Linked DNA regions of Mus musculus: all the other regions are linked to region 1. Evidence: chromatin contacts called from public HiChIP or PLAC-seq and promoter capture Hi-C data. All regions are on one chromosome and are shown on one strand. Each heading gives the region's core, a stretch centred on a gene start, on an enhancer-like site or on the middle of the called end of the contact. The rest is flanking DNA. Distances are from core to core; before and after follow the strand shown. Region 1 holds the start of Btd (biotinidase). Region 2 has its middle 18 kb from the start of Msmb. Region 3 overlaps Galnt15 (polypeptide N-acetylgalactosaminyltransferase 15). Region 4 holds the start of Bap1 (Brca1 associated protein 1). Region 5 overlaps Sh3bp5 (SH3-domain binding protein 5 (BTK-associated)).

Region 1 (2,664 bases), core at 93-2,592:
TATTGCTTTTATGACTTATTCTTTCTTTGAGTAATTAAAAGACATGGTCTCTCTACATAGCCCTGGCTATCCTGAAACTCACTAGGTAGCCCAGGCTGGTCTCAGACTCGCAGAAGTCGACATGCTCCTGCCTCCAAGTGCTGGGATTACAGATGTGAGCCACCACATCTGGCGCTACGATGCCAAATCTCACCAAAATAACAAATAACATTTTAAGCATACTGCCAACAAAAATAACAGGGAGTATGATTAACATATTCCAAGTCCACACAGAGTGCTCTGTATAAATTACAGCGCCTGGGATCCTTACACTGAAGTTGGATGGAACAGCAGTGACTTTGCACTTGGAAGACAGTCACGTCACTTCTGCTTAATCTCTACAGGCAAGGGAAGCAAGGCCCGCTGTACCTTGAACTGCTAGGCGAAGGCAATAACCAGCTCAATGAGTTTTCTCTTTGCCAAATGGCAAAAATGGCCAGTTGAAGACTGATCCTTAATAAATATAAACCAACCAACCAACCAACCAACAAACAAACAAACAAAAGCCCATTCGATCTGAATCACAGTGATTTGTTCCCATCAGGGTCCAGTTTGCCCTTCATAAAGTGTTCTGCCAGTAATTCTGAGAAAGCAATCGGTGTTAAGGGGCCAAGAATCCACTAATGTCTACAAAGCACGCGATGCCAGGGGTCAAGCAGGCTAATCCATGAACCAGTAAGTAGAAAACCAACACTATTACTTTGGTAAAAGTTAAGCAATCATACATTAATTATTAAGCAATGGCTCTAACAGACCTTAGTGATACCCAACTGGAACAAAATAAGTAAATATAAACCAGGCAGAGGGCAGGAGCAGCTACGGTGTTAATAAGTTTATCTCTTGAGCAATTTTGGTGTCATCTCTGATTAAGAATACACCTCTGCTCACAGACTTCTGGAACGTGCACATGATGTGGGGTGCAAAACCACAGAGTTATAAAATCAGAGGGCACAGGAGCACGACACTGTACCCAAAAGCCTGTTTTTTTTCCAACTTTACACTCTCCAAGTTACCCGCGTCCCAGCAGCCTTTGCGTAGCTTGCCTCCAATCAGCGGGAAGCCCCGGCGAGGGCGGGGAGGCGCGGTGGGGCCACGCCCCCTCCTCGCCTGGTCTCTGCAGTCACCCTCCAGATGTGCCATCCCCTCCATACCGGACTGAGCTGTATCGCTACCCTAGTGGAGGACAAAACCAAGGCGAGCATCCTCAGAGATTGGGTTTCTTACCTGCTTCGCATAGGACGCGGCCTCCGGCTCGTCCCGCCTCCTGCTGATGGCGGAGTCCGGAAAAGACTGACTGGAGAATGGGCGTGCTTACATGATCGCCTCACCAAGGACTGACTTCTTGTCCCGCCCCTTCTCCCCTTTGCTTAAATCCGTTGGGCTGCCCTCCTGTCTGTCAGAAGCGGGTGTCACCAACAACAACTCTTAGGCTAGTGAAGCTGTGAGCTGCGAGAGTGCCTTGAAGTAACTTTAGGTGGAAGATGCCAGAAAGTAACTCCGCAGAGGGTAGCGACAGAAGCGAGGAGCAGGTGTCTGGTGCTAAAGTCATCGCCCAGGCTCTAAAAACTCAAGTACGATGGATCCCTCGGGTGTGAAAGGCTCTACAGAAGCAGACGGGGACCTCGCGTTGTCCTAGAGACGGAGGGCAAGGAGGCGGGGGCGGGGGTCCTGTAGGTCTTTCCTTTGGACCCCCCGGGAGGGCAAGAAGGCTGGGTCACCTGATGATAGTTGTTTGTTGCCCCTTTTCCCTCCTACCCTCAGGATGTGGAGTACATGTTCGGTGTCGTAGGCATCCCCGTGACCGAAATCGCCCTTGCTGCCCAGGAACTGGGCATCAAGTACATTGGGATGCGGAATGAGCAAGCGGTGAGTCTTGACACAGGGACCAAATGGCAGCCATTCGATGCACACAGCGTCCCATCGTTTCTAAAGCATTGCACGTACCACTGTTAATCCTCCTTGACAGGAAAATGAGAAGAGAGAGACTAAGTTAAACTTGCCCAACGCGAGTCATTTGGTAGTGGCATTTGAACTCAGGTATTCTGAGTTTGGAGCTATGCTTATACCTTTCTACCGTAGTGTACTCTGCCACATCCAAATATCAGAATCGAAAGGGGTAGTCTTACTTCACTACTAGACTGTTAGTTCTAGCAGAGAAGGCATATTGATTCATCGCTAGGTAAGTGTATTGCCAGCATCTGATGTAGTTCCTGTACATGACAGGTGTCAGAGAGTGATTAGTGATTGAAGGCCAGGACTCATGCAACATAAAGTGGAAGACATTATAGACGGCAGTGCCGTCATTGGAACTCAGGGCTCTCAAACCCCAGTTTGGTGCTTTCCCTCAGCATTATGCCTCCCTCCTTTGGGGTCTTACCTGGGAGAGGGAAAACCAAAGGACATTTTATGAACCCACTTAAAGTATTTTCTCTGGCAGCCCAGGATTACCCTCTCTTAGCAATCCAGGCAAAAATATCAAGTATCTGGTGCAGATGAAGTGGTTCAGTGAAGTTCTACAAAGCCACGTAACCTCATAACCTGAGTGTAATCTCCAGGGCCTGTATGGAAAAATGAAGGCGGTTTCTGATTTATGATTCATGTTGTCCTTGGACCTACACACACACA
Region 2 (2,664 bases), core at 66-2,565, 480 kb before region 1:
CTATGGTGGCTGCACAGGTTTGCATGTTCACCCAAGGTGCACCAGGGCTCCCCATCCCCCACGCACTCACCAGCATTTACTCTTTTGTTTCCTTACTCTTTGCCATTTTGACTGAGGTAATAATGAATTCTTGAGGTAGTTTTAATCTGCATTTCTGTCGTGGCTAAACTGGTGATCACTTTTGAAGACATCACTTAGCCTTTTGCATTTCTTCTTCTGAGACCCCTCCTCCTCCTCCTCCTCCTCCTCCTCCTCCTCTTCTGGTCCACAGCTGTTTAAATGGGTTGTTTGTCTTTTGGAGGTTAGCCCTTTTAGTGCCTTGGGTATTCTAGGTCAATCCTCGATTTCATGAAACCCCCTTTGCTGGTTCTCTTTCCTGGACCACTGGAGCCCTTCCTATTCAGGAAGTCCTCACCTGAGCCTATATCCAGAAAGGCACTTCCTACTCTTTCTTGTACAACATTCAGAATCTAACATTGAGCTCTTTGGTCCATTTGGGATTGATTTGTGTGGAGGATGAAGGAGAAGAACCAAATTCTGTTCTTGCACACAAGGATATCCAGTCTTCCCAGCACACTTTGTTAGATGCCATCTTCTATCCACTGTGTCTTTTTGTTGTCTTTGTTGAGTATCAGATGTCTGTGGACTCCCATGTAGGCCCTAGATTCTATTCCACTAATGAGTATGTCTGCTTTTGTGCCAGTGCTGTGCTAAGGCTCCATGGAATAACTTGCAATCAGTATGGATGATTGTAGCCGCCAGCGGCCACGGGTTACTGGGTTCCTGAAAGGAAAGCTGGGGTTTTGGATGGGAAAGGCTTCGAGAGAAATAACAAGCCAAGCCAAGTTCTCTGATCAAGGCCAATGTTTACCTATGAGTCCGAGCTTATAAAGGGGAGGAGGGAACCCATCCCCCACCAAGCCAGGATCTCTGTGCTTTATCAGGATTTCATCAGGAAAACAGGTTCAGCCTCTCAGCAGGTAGTGGAGACTTGGAGGATAGCTCCAGACAATAGACTTTACCTAAATCGGAAGACTCCACCCTAGGTGGGCTAGCCCGCTGTGGCAAGCCAGGTCTGAGCCAGTCTGCTCAAGGCCAGGGGAAGGGCACAGGTGATACCTCCTGGACTGTCTTTACTGCTCATGATTATTTGGCTCTCTGGGGTCTTTTGGGCTTTCACATGAATTTTAAATTATTTTTTCAAGTTTTGTGAAGGATTGAGATGGAATTTTGATGGGGATTGCATTGAGTCTTGTGCACTGTTGCTTTTGGAAAGTGGTCATTTTCACATAATGAATCCTACCTATCCTCGTGGAAGGGGGCCTCCCCACCTTCTGGTGTCTCCTTCACCCCCTTCAGTGCGGTGAAGCTTCGCGGCCTAGGTTTCTTGTTTGCTTGGTTAGGTTTATCCCAGGGCATCTCCTTTCTTAGACAATCATGAGTGAGACTGTTTCTCTGATCTCTTTTTTGGCCTGCTTGTCTTTGGTATGCAGGAAGGCTACTGATTTGGGTGTGTTGACTTTGTAGCCCACACTTTGATGAAAGTGTTTATCAAGTCTGAGTTTTCTGGTGGCGTCTTCTCTCCCGCGTAGACTCCTGTCGTCTGCAAACAGCGACACTTTGCCTTCTTCTGCGGCTCTCCTTCCTGTGCTTTATTGTTTTCTGCAGTGTTCACCCCAGGCTGACATGTAGACACTATTTGGTTTTGGATATTCCCTTCAGCAAACATCCTGTTAACTCTCACGTGGGGGGTGGTGGTGGCATTATTTGTCTGCTACTGAACAGTAGGTTATCAGTAATTATTTTCTTTTTTGTTTTGGTTTTTGGTTTTTTTCAAGACAGGGTTTCTCTGTTTAGCCCTGGCTGTCCTGGAACTCACGCTGTAGACCAGGCTGGCCTCGAACTCAGAAATCCGCCTGCCTCTGCCTCCCGAGTGCTGGGATTAAAGGCGTGCGCCACCACGCCCGGCTGCCTGATCATCTTTTAATTAAAAATCTAGTAAGGCTGGAGGGCTGGAAGCTTAGTTAAGAGTCCTTGCTGCTTTTGCAGGACTGAGCTTCAGTTCCCAGCACCCACAGATTTAACTTCAGCTTCGGGGGACCTAATGCCCTCTTCTGCCCTCAGGAAGTACCTGAATACATGTAGCATATACTCACACAGATACAAACACATAAATGAAAAAATTTTTAGCTGTGCAGTGGTGGCGCACGCCTTTAATCCCAGCACTAGGGAGGCAGAGGCAGGCAGTTTCTGAATTCAAGGTCAGCCTGGGCTACAGAGTGAGTTCCAGGACAGCCAGGGCTACACACAGAAACCCTGTCTCAACAAATGAAAAAAAAATTAAACTTTTTACATTTATTGATTAGCAAATTGATTGCATGGCATTTACACGTGGAGGTCAGAAGACAATTTGCCGAAGTTGATTCTCTCCTGCTACCTTGTGGATCCTTGAGATCAATCAAATTCAGAATTGGTGGCAAGAGCTTTTATAGGCTGAGTTGTCTTGCAGGACCTTTGGCTTTTTTTTTTTTTTTTTTTTTTTTTTTTTTTTTTTGAGACAGGGTTTCTCTGTGTAGCCCTGGCTGTCCTGGAACTCACTTTGTAGACCAGGCTGGCCTCAAACTCAGAAATCTGCCTGCCTCTGCCTCCCGAGTGCTGGGATTA
Region 3 (2,664 bases), core at 72-2,571, 410 kb before region 1:
ACCCATCTAGAAGCTTAGAATAAATTTCCTGGGACTGAGACTTTAGGAAGAAGTGTGTGTGTGTGTGTGTGTGTGTGTGTGTGTGTGTGTGTGTGTGTGTGTTGATAGCCACACCAGGGCTCCACGTTGGTGGCCTCTGGTTTTCAGCAAGACACAGAGGGGCCCAGTAGGCTGTAAATACTTTACATGCTGTGTTGGGCTGACTCCATCCAACATGCTGTGTTCTAAATGACTCTGTCTAATGGAAGGTTGGCTCAGGTACATCAGAAGCCTGAATATATTTAATTTTTTTATGGGTCCTTTATAAATGAAATCTGCATTGACATTAAACAAGGGTCATGTGAAAGCAAAGAGAAAATACTAAATTGACACCCATTACATAAGAGGAAAGAAAAAAAAAAGATGTTCTAGCCTAAAGGAAGCCAGAAATTAAAAGCCACAGCTGCTCTGTTGTCTCTTTAGAACTCCACAGAAAGATACCTGCTCCCCACTGTCAAATGGGTAAGCTCTAAAATCTTTTTTTTTTTTTTTTTGAGACAGGGTTTCTCTGTATAGCCCTGGCTGTCCTGGAACTCACTTTGTAGATCAGGCTGGCCTCGAACTCAGAAATCTGCCTGCCTCTGCCTCCTGAGTGCTGGGATTAAAGGTGTGCGCCACCACACCCGGCAAATCTAAACTCGTTAGCTCAGCCCTCAGCCGCTTCAGGATCTGCCTCCAACCCCTACTCTGGTGTCTGAGTGATCCCAGGCAGCCATAGCTGAAGCATACTTCTGGGGTGTGTCTAGATTTAGGATTAAGTAGAGTCCTGATGAGAACTGCCCTTTTACCTACAATGCTCCTCTACAAATCCAAGCCAGAAGCTACAGTAGTGGGGTCCCTCCTGTGTGAAAAAGGAGCTGGTCTACTCTGGGTGTTACTTGGACTCACTCAAGGGGACACAGAGGGAACTCAAGCTACCTCAACCTTGGGGTCTGCTTTGAAATTTTATGTCATCTCCCATTAGAGAGACCACAGATACAAGTTCAAGGAGTTCTGAGAATTGTCTGGAGGCTGTCTGCTGTAGGGAAAAGGGTGCATTTGGATAAAAAGGGAACAAAATCCTAAGGACTTTAAGAAAAGGTACTGAGTACTGGGTACTGGGGCTCTTTCATGGCTCAACCTTGTCTGACTTTCCCTAATGCGGTGGTATGGGTGTGTCTCTCTGAGGACCCTGCCTTCATCTGTGCTATCTAGCAGTGGGCTGGTGAGAGACTGGTGAGAGCCGTTTCCTTACTACGCCAGTCCTTTGGGCCCCCACTTGCAGTGTGTCAAGTGTCGTGGCAGCCTGTGACTCACAGCAGAGCTTGTGTTAGTCACGCCACAGGAACTGACCAACTCACAGGGCACACTGAGGGGCACTTAATTACGTGATTAAAACTTCAACCTTCTGTGGCTTTTTTGAGTTTCATACTTATTTTTATACTCAGATCTGTTCTTTGTCTTGGATATTCCCTAATCCCTGAGTACCACTCAGGATGAAAGTCCTAAGAGTCATGGCTCATCCCTTATCGGGCTCTGTGGTGAAAGGCGGCATCCAGGACATAGCATCCTATAACAGTCTGGGAATTCCAGGCAGAGGTCAACTGTGATACCCTTATGTTGGCCAAAGGCCGCTACTAGTCCCTTCTTACCTTGCTCAGGGTGAAGGCCTCTGGGATGTGCCTGTAGAAGGTTTCCTTGAAGGATGATAGCCAGGTCTCAGCAATGATGATCTTGTTCTTCAAGGCGACCTCGGGGTCAGGCCTGGAGCTGGCATCTTGGCTTCGGTAGATGTGTCCCACTCGAGAGCAGGGAAGGATTTCAACAGAGCCACCGCAGAGCCAGGCCTGTCACAGAAGGAGAAAGTGAGTAGCTCTCCCTCCCACCTCCCTGTCTGTGAGCCACTGGCAGAACACCCACTAGTCATAAGCCAGAGTGACCATTTCAATGCTCAGAGTGCACTTTCCAGATCAGAGAGTTTGGGCAGCAAGGCGGGAGGGACAACAGAGGGCAGTTGTCCTAGACTGGAACTGAGGGGTAATGGCTGACAGCTATGCAGCTTCCTGAACACCACTGGGAAACACCTACAGAGTCAGTCTGCAAAGCAGTTCAGGGGTCAGCACCCCCACCTACCCGGGAATGCTTTCTCAGGAAGATATGTCTGCAGTGGCTAGGAAATTTCTAAAAAACCAGTGCTGTCTCCTGCTGAGAAGACACAAGAGGTAAAAGCGTACCCCCTTCTTCACTCATTCCAGAAGCTTCTCCCAGCTCCCCACTGCCCGTTGGACAAGAAGCCTTCATTCTATAGTTGGTGACAGAAATTACAGTGGAGAAGTGCTGGGCCAAGCCTTGGTTCAAGAACTAAAAAGCACACCAGGCACAGGGTTCTCAAAGCCTGTGTCCCAAGATACCTCGGAGAACTCCAAGGGCACTGCAGACATCTGTCATTTGTTAGAGAAGCAGCAGACTTGGTCATTATGCAGACTGCAAGCCTGGTGTAATTCACATGCCCACATTAGATGGGTCTGCCCATGTTATAGAATGGACACCTTTGCTGGGTTGGGCTTTCGACAGTTGGTGTGACTGAACAGCAAGCACAATGCTGTGATCAGTGTGGCACAGACAGTGAAGGTGGTGGCTGTCCAG
Region 4 (2,664 bases), core at 63-2,562, 390 kb after region 1:
TCAAACCCCAGAAGCCTATCACAGGCAGTCAAGTATGAGCCTGAAGCTCTCAAACCCCACTCGGTCTATGAGGTCTAGGCAAGAGAAGAAGGAAATCTGGAACTGCTGGCCCAGGATGGAGCAAGGTAGGGACACAATAAAAGGCACAAAAACGTTGATGAAGAATTAAGTACCAACTCACTGGTGGACCTCGGCCTCCAGTCCTAGTAAAATGAGTATAGTGCGTGAACTCCCAAACCAGTTCCTTCCCTTGGAAGCAGTTAGGTTCTCTATGCCTCTATTCTATAGATTTCCAAAACAAGACTCTGAGTTTAGGTACCTAAAAAAGGCCTTCTCACACTAACCAATCAATACAGGACAACTGTGTTCAGTTTTGTTGACACATGGTCTCACTAAGTAGCGTAGGTTGGACTCAAACTCAGAGATCTGCCTGCCTCTGCCTCCCAAGCATTGGGACTAGAGGAGAGCGCCACTAATGGTCAGGACAAATGTTGTGTGGTGATTAAAGGCACAGCACATGTGGTGATGTAATTAATGGACTGTACACTTACAAAAAAGGTGCAACACTATGCAACGGAGGGTTCCGGCTGCAAAACCAGAAAGGCAGCTCAACTGTACTCCACGAGTGCTTAGGGTTAAAAGGAGGGCTACAGCTTTCTAAGGAGAAACACTGAGGAAAGACTGAGAAGAAAAGAAAAGTCCAAGAGGGCACCCACAAAGAGTGACACTTTCTTATGTGATATTTTATATAGCTCAGGTTTTCTAGTACTGCCTCCCTTGAATGGGGTACTATTCCCCTGCCCTTTCTCGGCCCTCCGGAGGTAAGGGGGCGTCCCAGCCACTCACCCCTGGCATTTACTCTGAAGGTCATAGATCTCCTCCACTTGCACCCCTTTGACACCTACGATCAGGAAAGGAGAGGTCGGCAGGGCAGTCCCAGGCTCTGCTGCGAGAACTCAAGGACCAACCCCCACATCCACACCAGCCAGGGACCGAAGGTCGTGGGTAACGGGGTTCTTACCGAAATCTTCCACCAGGAGGGTGAAGAGGCCTGGGTGGGACGACAAGAAGAGGGATTTGTCATGCAGGTGCGTCCGGGGCCCATCCGGCCTCCCCAGCCCCCGGCCCGCCGAGGCCCCTCCGTACCTGGGTCACTCTCCAGCTCCAGCCAGCCCTTATTCATCTTCCCGCGGAGCGGCCTCTCAGCGCCATGTCCAGGCCCTGCTAAACCCGCGCCGCCCCCAACCGGGAGCGCCCACCGCCCTTAGGGCTTCTCAGCCCCGCACAGACAACGGGCCGCGCCGCGTCACTCGCCCGCGCCGGACGTACAACGTCATCATCACACGACGAGCCTAACCCGGGGGCTGGTCTTCCGCCGGCCGAACGGCGGGGGCGGAGGCGGAGACAGAGGCGGGCATGCACGCGCGCGCGCGTCGAGGCGAGGGCGCGCACGTGCGGAGGGCGGGGCGGGCGCGCGGCCGTTAGCGGTCCTCGTTTTGGCCACAGTCCGCGTGACCCCATCCCCCCTCAGCACGCTCGCCTCCTTCGACGGCGCAGTCACCGCGCGGGGCGGCCGCCCGTGAAGTAGTTACCACGTCTTGTGTCAACGACTAAAGCTCCGGGACAGCGGCGCCCTCGGCGACAGCTGGGTGGGCAGCCTGGGCTGAAAGCGGTGGCCCGTAGCTTCCGTGAGAGCGAGCAGCGGAAGCAGCCTCCAGCCTGGCCTCGCCACAGCCGCCCGGCAAGGGAGCCCTGGCATGCGCGGAATGCTCCTTGAGCCCTCTTCTGACTGTTACCTTTGGGGGACGGTTGTGGCCACACTGACGTATTTTCCAAATAAATCGTTTATTCTTGCGGCGGCGGGACCGAACACGTTAATATATTTTTAATTTACCCAACACTTTTATCCAGTGATACAACTTGGTAAGCGTTTCGAGCGAGCATCCGCCGGGTTAGGAAATCGCGGACTGAGCAGCTTGCATTTGCCACGACCGTCCTCAACTGTTTTGAAGATTCCATCTTATAACTACCAGTGTGCACAGACTACTACTCAAGTAACGTCGTGTCCCAGCGATGCAAAGAACTGAAATCTCAAGGTTTATTTCTATTTTAACACAGTCGGGTTTAGCGCCAACATACTAGGAAGTAAAGTAGATCCCCGTGGGGACACGGAAAGGTTCCAACCCATCTCAGCCCATCCACGTTTAGTAAGAAAACAAACTGATGTTAGCTCTGCAACTGCATCTCCTGTGTTGGGAAAAGCTAGCGTGAAGTTTTGATGGCTTGTAAGCAGTTAGCAGTTAGAAAAGTCTGACATTCATGAAGAGATTCAGAATCGCCAGCCTTGACTTGAGGCTCTGGATACTGAAGTATAGTATATCTCTGGAGGGACCTAATTGACTGAGGTCTTTTAAGAAATGCTGTCCAAACCCGGCAGTGGTGGCGCACGCCTTTAATCCCAGCACTTGGGAGGCAGAGGCAGGCGGATTTCTGAGTTCGAGGCCAGCCTGGTCTTATAGTGAGTTCCAGGACAGTCAGGGCTACACAGAGAAACCCTGTATCGAAAAACAAAACAAAAAAAGAGATTTATTTTATGTATATGAGTACACTATAGCTGTCCTCAGATACACCATAAGAGGGCATCAGATGCCATTACAGGAGCCA
Region 5 (2,664 bases), core at 42-2,541, 260 kb after region 1:
GAGATGAAAGAGATGCTCTTCACATTGAATGGGGAGCCATGAGTGAAAGTCACTGGATCCTTCTCTAGTCAATTATCTTGGGTGTGTCAAGAAGTTCTTTTGTGTTGTAATCATGTGTCACCCCCTCCATCAGTGGGGACATCCAGGGCCACGTTGGCTTACCAAGTCCCCCATCTTCCAATTCAGCAACTGAAGAAGACGGTGGATGACCTTCAGGCCAAGCTGGCCCTGGCAAAGGGCGAGTACAAGGCAGCCCTGAAGAGCCTGGAGAGGATCTCAGATGAGATACACGAGCGGCGGCGTTCCAATGCCATGGGGCCCCGGGGCTGTGGCGTGGGGGCAGAGGGCAGCATCGCCTCAGTGGAGAACCTGCCTGTAAGCAAACCTGAGCCTGACGCCATTTCTGGTAAGTCTGACCAGCAGGGATCAGTGTGTGTGATCTGCTTTCTTTGCCCATCACAGATGAATGTGAGCGCTGGGCAGCCTACAGGCTGTTTTGGTGGTTTCTCATGTATTGTGGGACGCTGTGCTCATTTGATTGCTACTGAGTATTAGCGTTCTGTGGTCCAGTAAGATTGGGAAATGTTCTACCTCTCCCCGTCTCAGGCAGTCTAAGTACACAGGAGAGCATTCAAGCCTTTAAGGAGTTCTGAGGAAAGGTGTAATAGGGACTTGGGATCCAGATTTGATTCAGTTCCCATTTCACCAATGATGGGGGACAGAGGGGCCTTGATGTGTTTGCTGTGTCAGCTGCATGAGGGTCTACTCTGCTACACAGGGTGCTGAGGAGATACCTGGCAGCTCTCCCTAGGGTCTGAGCACACGGGTCTCCTCTGCTCAGGGATATCCTGTGCAGAAATGATAGGATTGACCTAGCTTCCGTTAATCAAGAAAACTACTGACAAGAACACTACCTCATAGCTCTCCCTTTCCTGTGTGCTTAGGCTTCCTCCTCAGCAACTCTTTTTTTTTCTTTTCCTTATTACTATTATTTAAGAAAAATAATTTGTATCTTTCCCACATGAATCTATGTATACCACATAATTGCCTGCTATCAGAAGAGGACACTGGGTCTTGTGGAATTAGTTATTAGCTGCCATGTAAGTGCTGGAAATCAATCCTGGGTCCTCTAGAAGAGCATCTCTGGCCCCACCAAGTGTTAAAGGCCATCAACAAATGCTGAATTGCCAGTTTGAAGGGAAATGAAACTAAAATGTAACCAATGCCTATGTACTGAGTTACTTTACATATTACCTCATTAATCCTGTGCACAGAGCATCCCGAAGCTGGGCAGTCAAGTGACTTACAAGGCCACACAGTCAGCAGTGGCGTTAGGATATGAGTTCAGATCTGGACCCATTTCCTAGCACAGCACTTGTATCAATCCACTCTGGAACGCTAGGCCATGTTTAAACAGTCACAGGCACAATGGGAACTGGGAAGGATCTTAAAAGTGATAGTGCAGGCTGAAGAGGCTTTGAAAACAAGAATGGCCTGTCTCTGAGCCTCGGTTATTCTGTCCACAAACTCAGAGTCAGTTAGAGTACTGGAAAGGAGCACTGTACTTTGTAGCGTGTCTGTTGAGATCAGAAGTTATCAGACATCCCACCCCGGCCTGCCCCTCCTTCCAGCAGCTCTTGCTGCTTCCGTCTTCCTTCTGCCTAGTATAGGCTACATTACAAAGGGCTAGTCTGAATTTACCTTCCCCTTTCCTTCGGCGCTGGGGATGGAACTCAGGCCTTTGTATATGCTGGACAAGCCGCTTCCTTTCAAACTGTTCTGGAGGCTGGTCAGACAGGTTCAGGTGCGATGCAGGTCCTGCAGACTCCATGTTGTGTGAGCATGTCCAGCAGAGAGCATGTCTGCAGGCATTTAAGGGACTGGGCTACTACCTGGCAGATCCCATGTGATTGATGTCCTCTCTCATCACAGTGGCATCAGAAGCCTTTGAAGATGACAACTGCAGCAACTTGGTGTCTGAAGATGACTCGGAAACCCAGTCTGTGTCCAGCTTTAGTTCGGGACCGACGAGTCCGTCTGAAATGCCTGATCAGTTCCCTGCAGTGGCAAGGCCTGGCAGTCTGGATCTGCCTAGCCCTGTGTCCCTGTCAGAATTTGGGATGATGTTCCCAATACTGGGTCCTCGAAGTGAATGCAGTGGGGCCTCCTCCCCTGAATGTGAGGTTGAACGAGGTAGGTTGCAGCTCAACTTGTGCACTGTCCATACCTTTGCCAGGTCTCAGGGGCCCTGAGAACATACAGTGGGATGGATCACTCAGATTACTTTCAAGGGCACTTCTACAGTCCTGGCCAACTTCAACCAAGCAGAACTTAGGTCCCATGTCTCCCCTAAGAACAATCCTCTCGGCAAGTTCCTGTTGGAGAGGTTCGCTTCCTAGCTACAAAATGACAATGGTACATCTCATCTCTAAAGAACAGATTAGTGAGTGCATGTAGTGTGCCACCCAGTGCTGGAGAACCTCTGAGATGTATGGTGGACAGCAGGAATGGCAGAGGGCTCAGGTGGCCGATGCTGGTGCCTATGGAACTCTTGAAACTGACCACCCCCATTTGGCAATCTTTGTATCTCTGCAGGAGACAGAGCAGAAGGGGCCGAGAATAAAATGAGTGACAAAGCCAACAACAACCGTGTTCTCGGCAGCA

What was found. HiChIP or PLAC-seq counts read pairs in DNA pulled down with a chosen protein or histone mark. Capture Hi-C pulls out chosen DNA fragments and counts their contacts.
Region 2: an H3K27ac HiChIP or PLAC-seq map of embryonic stem cells shows a contact between it and region 1, with 4 times the contacts expected there. The contact joins the enhancer-like site here to the promoter of Btd in region 1. A contact is called at or near these places in 1 of 39 promoter capture datasets (the C10 cell line), 5 of 115 datasets of contacts at active chromatin or transcription factors (bone marrow-derived macrophages, embryonic stem cells, large pre-B cells and 1 more) and 2 of 9 other capture datasets (adipose tissue and liver).
Region 3: an H3K27ac HiChIP or PLAC-seq map of the NIH/3T3 cell line shows a contact between it and region 1, with 8 times the contacts expected there. The contact joins the enhancer-like site here to the promoter of Btd in region 1. A contact is called at or near these places in 8 of 39 promoter capture datasets (the C10 cell line, Sertoli cells, embryonic stem cells and 3 more), 27 of 484 Hi-C or Micro-C datasets (the 4T1 cell line, the NIH/3T3 cell line, the Patski cell line and 8 more), 23 of 115 datasets of contacts at active chromatin or transcription factors (the 230-238 cell line, the NIH/3T3 cell line, bone marrow-derived macrophages and 12 more) and 3 of 9 other capture datasets (adipose tissue, macrophages and pancreatic islet).
Region 4: a promoter capture Hi-C map of liver shows a contact between it and region 1, with 3 times the contacts expected there. The contact joins the promoter of Bap1 here to the promoter of Btd in region 1. A contact is called at or near these places in 8 of 39 promoter capture datasets (the 3T3-L1 cell line, the C10 cell line, hematopoietic stem and progenitor cells and 4 more), 4 of 484 Hi-C or Micro-C datasets (CD4 T cells, CD8 T cells and embryonic stem cells), 4 of 115 datasets of contacts at active chromatin or transcription factors (double positive thymocytes, memory CD8 T cells, microglia and 1 more) and 3 of 9 other capture datasets (adipose tissue, liver and pancreatic islet).
Region 5: a contact with region 1 is called in an H3K4me3 HiChIP or PLAC-seq map of bone marrow-derived macrophages, with 2.2 times the contacts expected there. The contact joins the enhancer-like site here to the promoter of Btd in region 1. A contact is called at or near these places in 2 of 39 promoter capture datasets (the C10 cell line and pre-B cells), 4 of 115 datasets of contacts at active chromatin or transcription factors (the SCID.adh cell line, bone marrow-derived macrophages, memory CD8 T cells and 1 more) and 4 of 9 other capture datasets (embryonic stem cells, liver, macrophages and 1 more).

The regions. Positions count from the first base shown.
Region 1 is chr14:31,639,735-31,642,398 of GRCm38.p6, reverse strand. It overlaps Btd (biotinidase), which reads right to left and starts at 1,342. Exons shown (of 4, transcript NM_025295.4): 1 at 1,264-1,342. The coding sequence starts at 1,274. It overlaps Hacl1 (2-hydroxyacyl-CoA lyase 1), which reads left to right and starts at 1,434. Exons shown (of 17, transcript NM_019975.3): 1 at 1,434-1,610; 2 at 1,801-1,905. The coding sequence starts at 1,521.
Region 2 is chr14:32,122,827-32,125,490 of GRCm38.p6, reverse strand. No RefSeq gene overlaps it. Among named protein-coding and RNA genes, the nearest start is that of Msmb, 18 kb to the left of the region's middle. Within about 2 kb of position 1,315, at least 19 of the 459 cell types and tissues checked have an H3K27ac peak or open chromatin away from gene starts, as enhancers often do. A contact at or near this core is called in embryonic stem cells, where this site is marked.
Region 3 is chr14:32,049,023-32,051,686 of GRCm38.p6, reverse strand. It overlaps Galnt15 (polypeptide N-acetylgalactosaminyltransferase 15), which reads right to left. Exons shown (of 10, transcript NM_030166.3): 6 at 1,671-1,865. Among named protein-coding and RNA genes, the nearest start is that of Galnt15, 21 kb to the right of the region's middle. Within about 2 kb of position 1,321, at least 37 of the 459 cell types and tissues checked have an H3K27ac peak or open chromatin away from gene starts, as enhancers often do. A contact at or near this core is called in the 4T1 cell line, the NIH/3T3 cell line, bone marrow-derived macrophages and 1 more, where this site is marked.
Region 4 is chr14:31,250,137-31,252,800 of GRCm38.p6, reverse strand. It overlaps Bap1 (Brca1 associated protein 1), which reads right to left and starts at 1,312. Exons shown (of 17, transcript NM_027088.2): 1 at 1,147-1,312; 2 at 1,022-1,051; 3 at 847-901. The coding sequence starts at 1,183. Phf7 (PHD finger protein 7) reads left to right here and starts at 1,486. Exons shown (of 11, transcript NM_027949.2): 1 at 1,486-2,096.
Region 5 is chr14:31,375,133-31,377,796 of GRCm38.p6, reverse strand. It overlaps Sh3bp5 (SH3-domain binding protein 5 (BTK-associated)), which reads left to right. Exons shown (of 9, transcript NM_011894.3): 7 at 187-406; 8 at 1,933-2,193; 9 at 2,596-2,664. Among named protein-coding and RNA genes, the nearest start is that of Capn7, 40 kb to the right of the region's middle. Within about 2 kb of position 1,291, at least 11 of the 459 cell types and tissues checked have an H3K27ac peak or open chromatin away from gene starts, as enhancers often do. A contact at or near this core is called in bone marrow-derived macrophages, where this site is marked.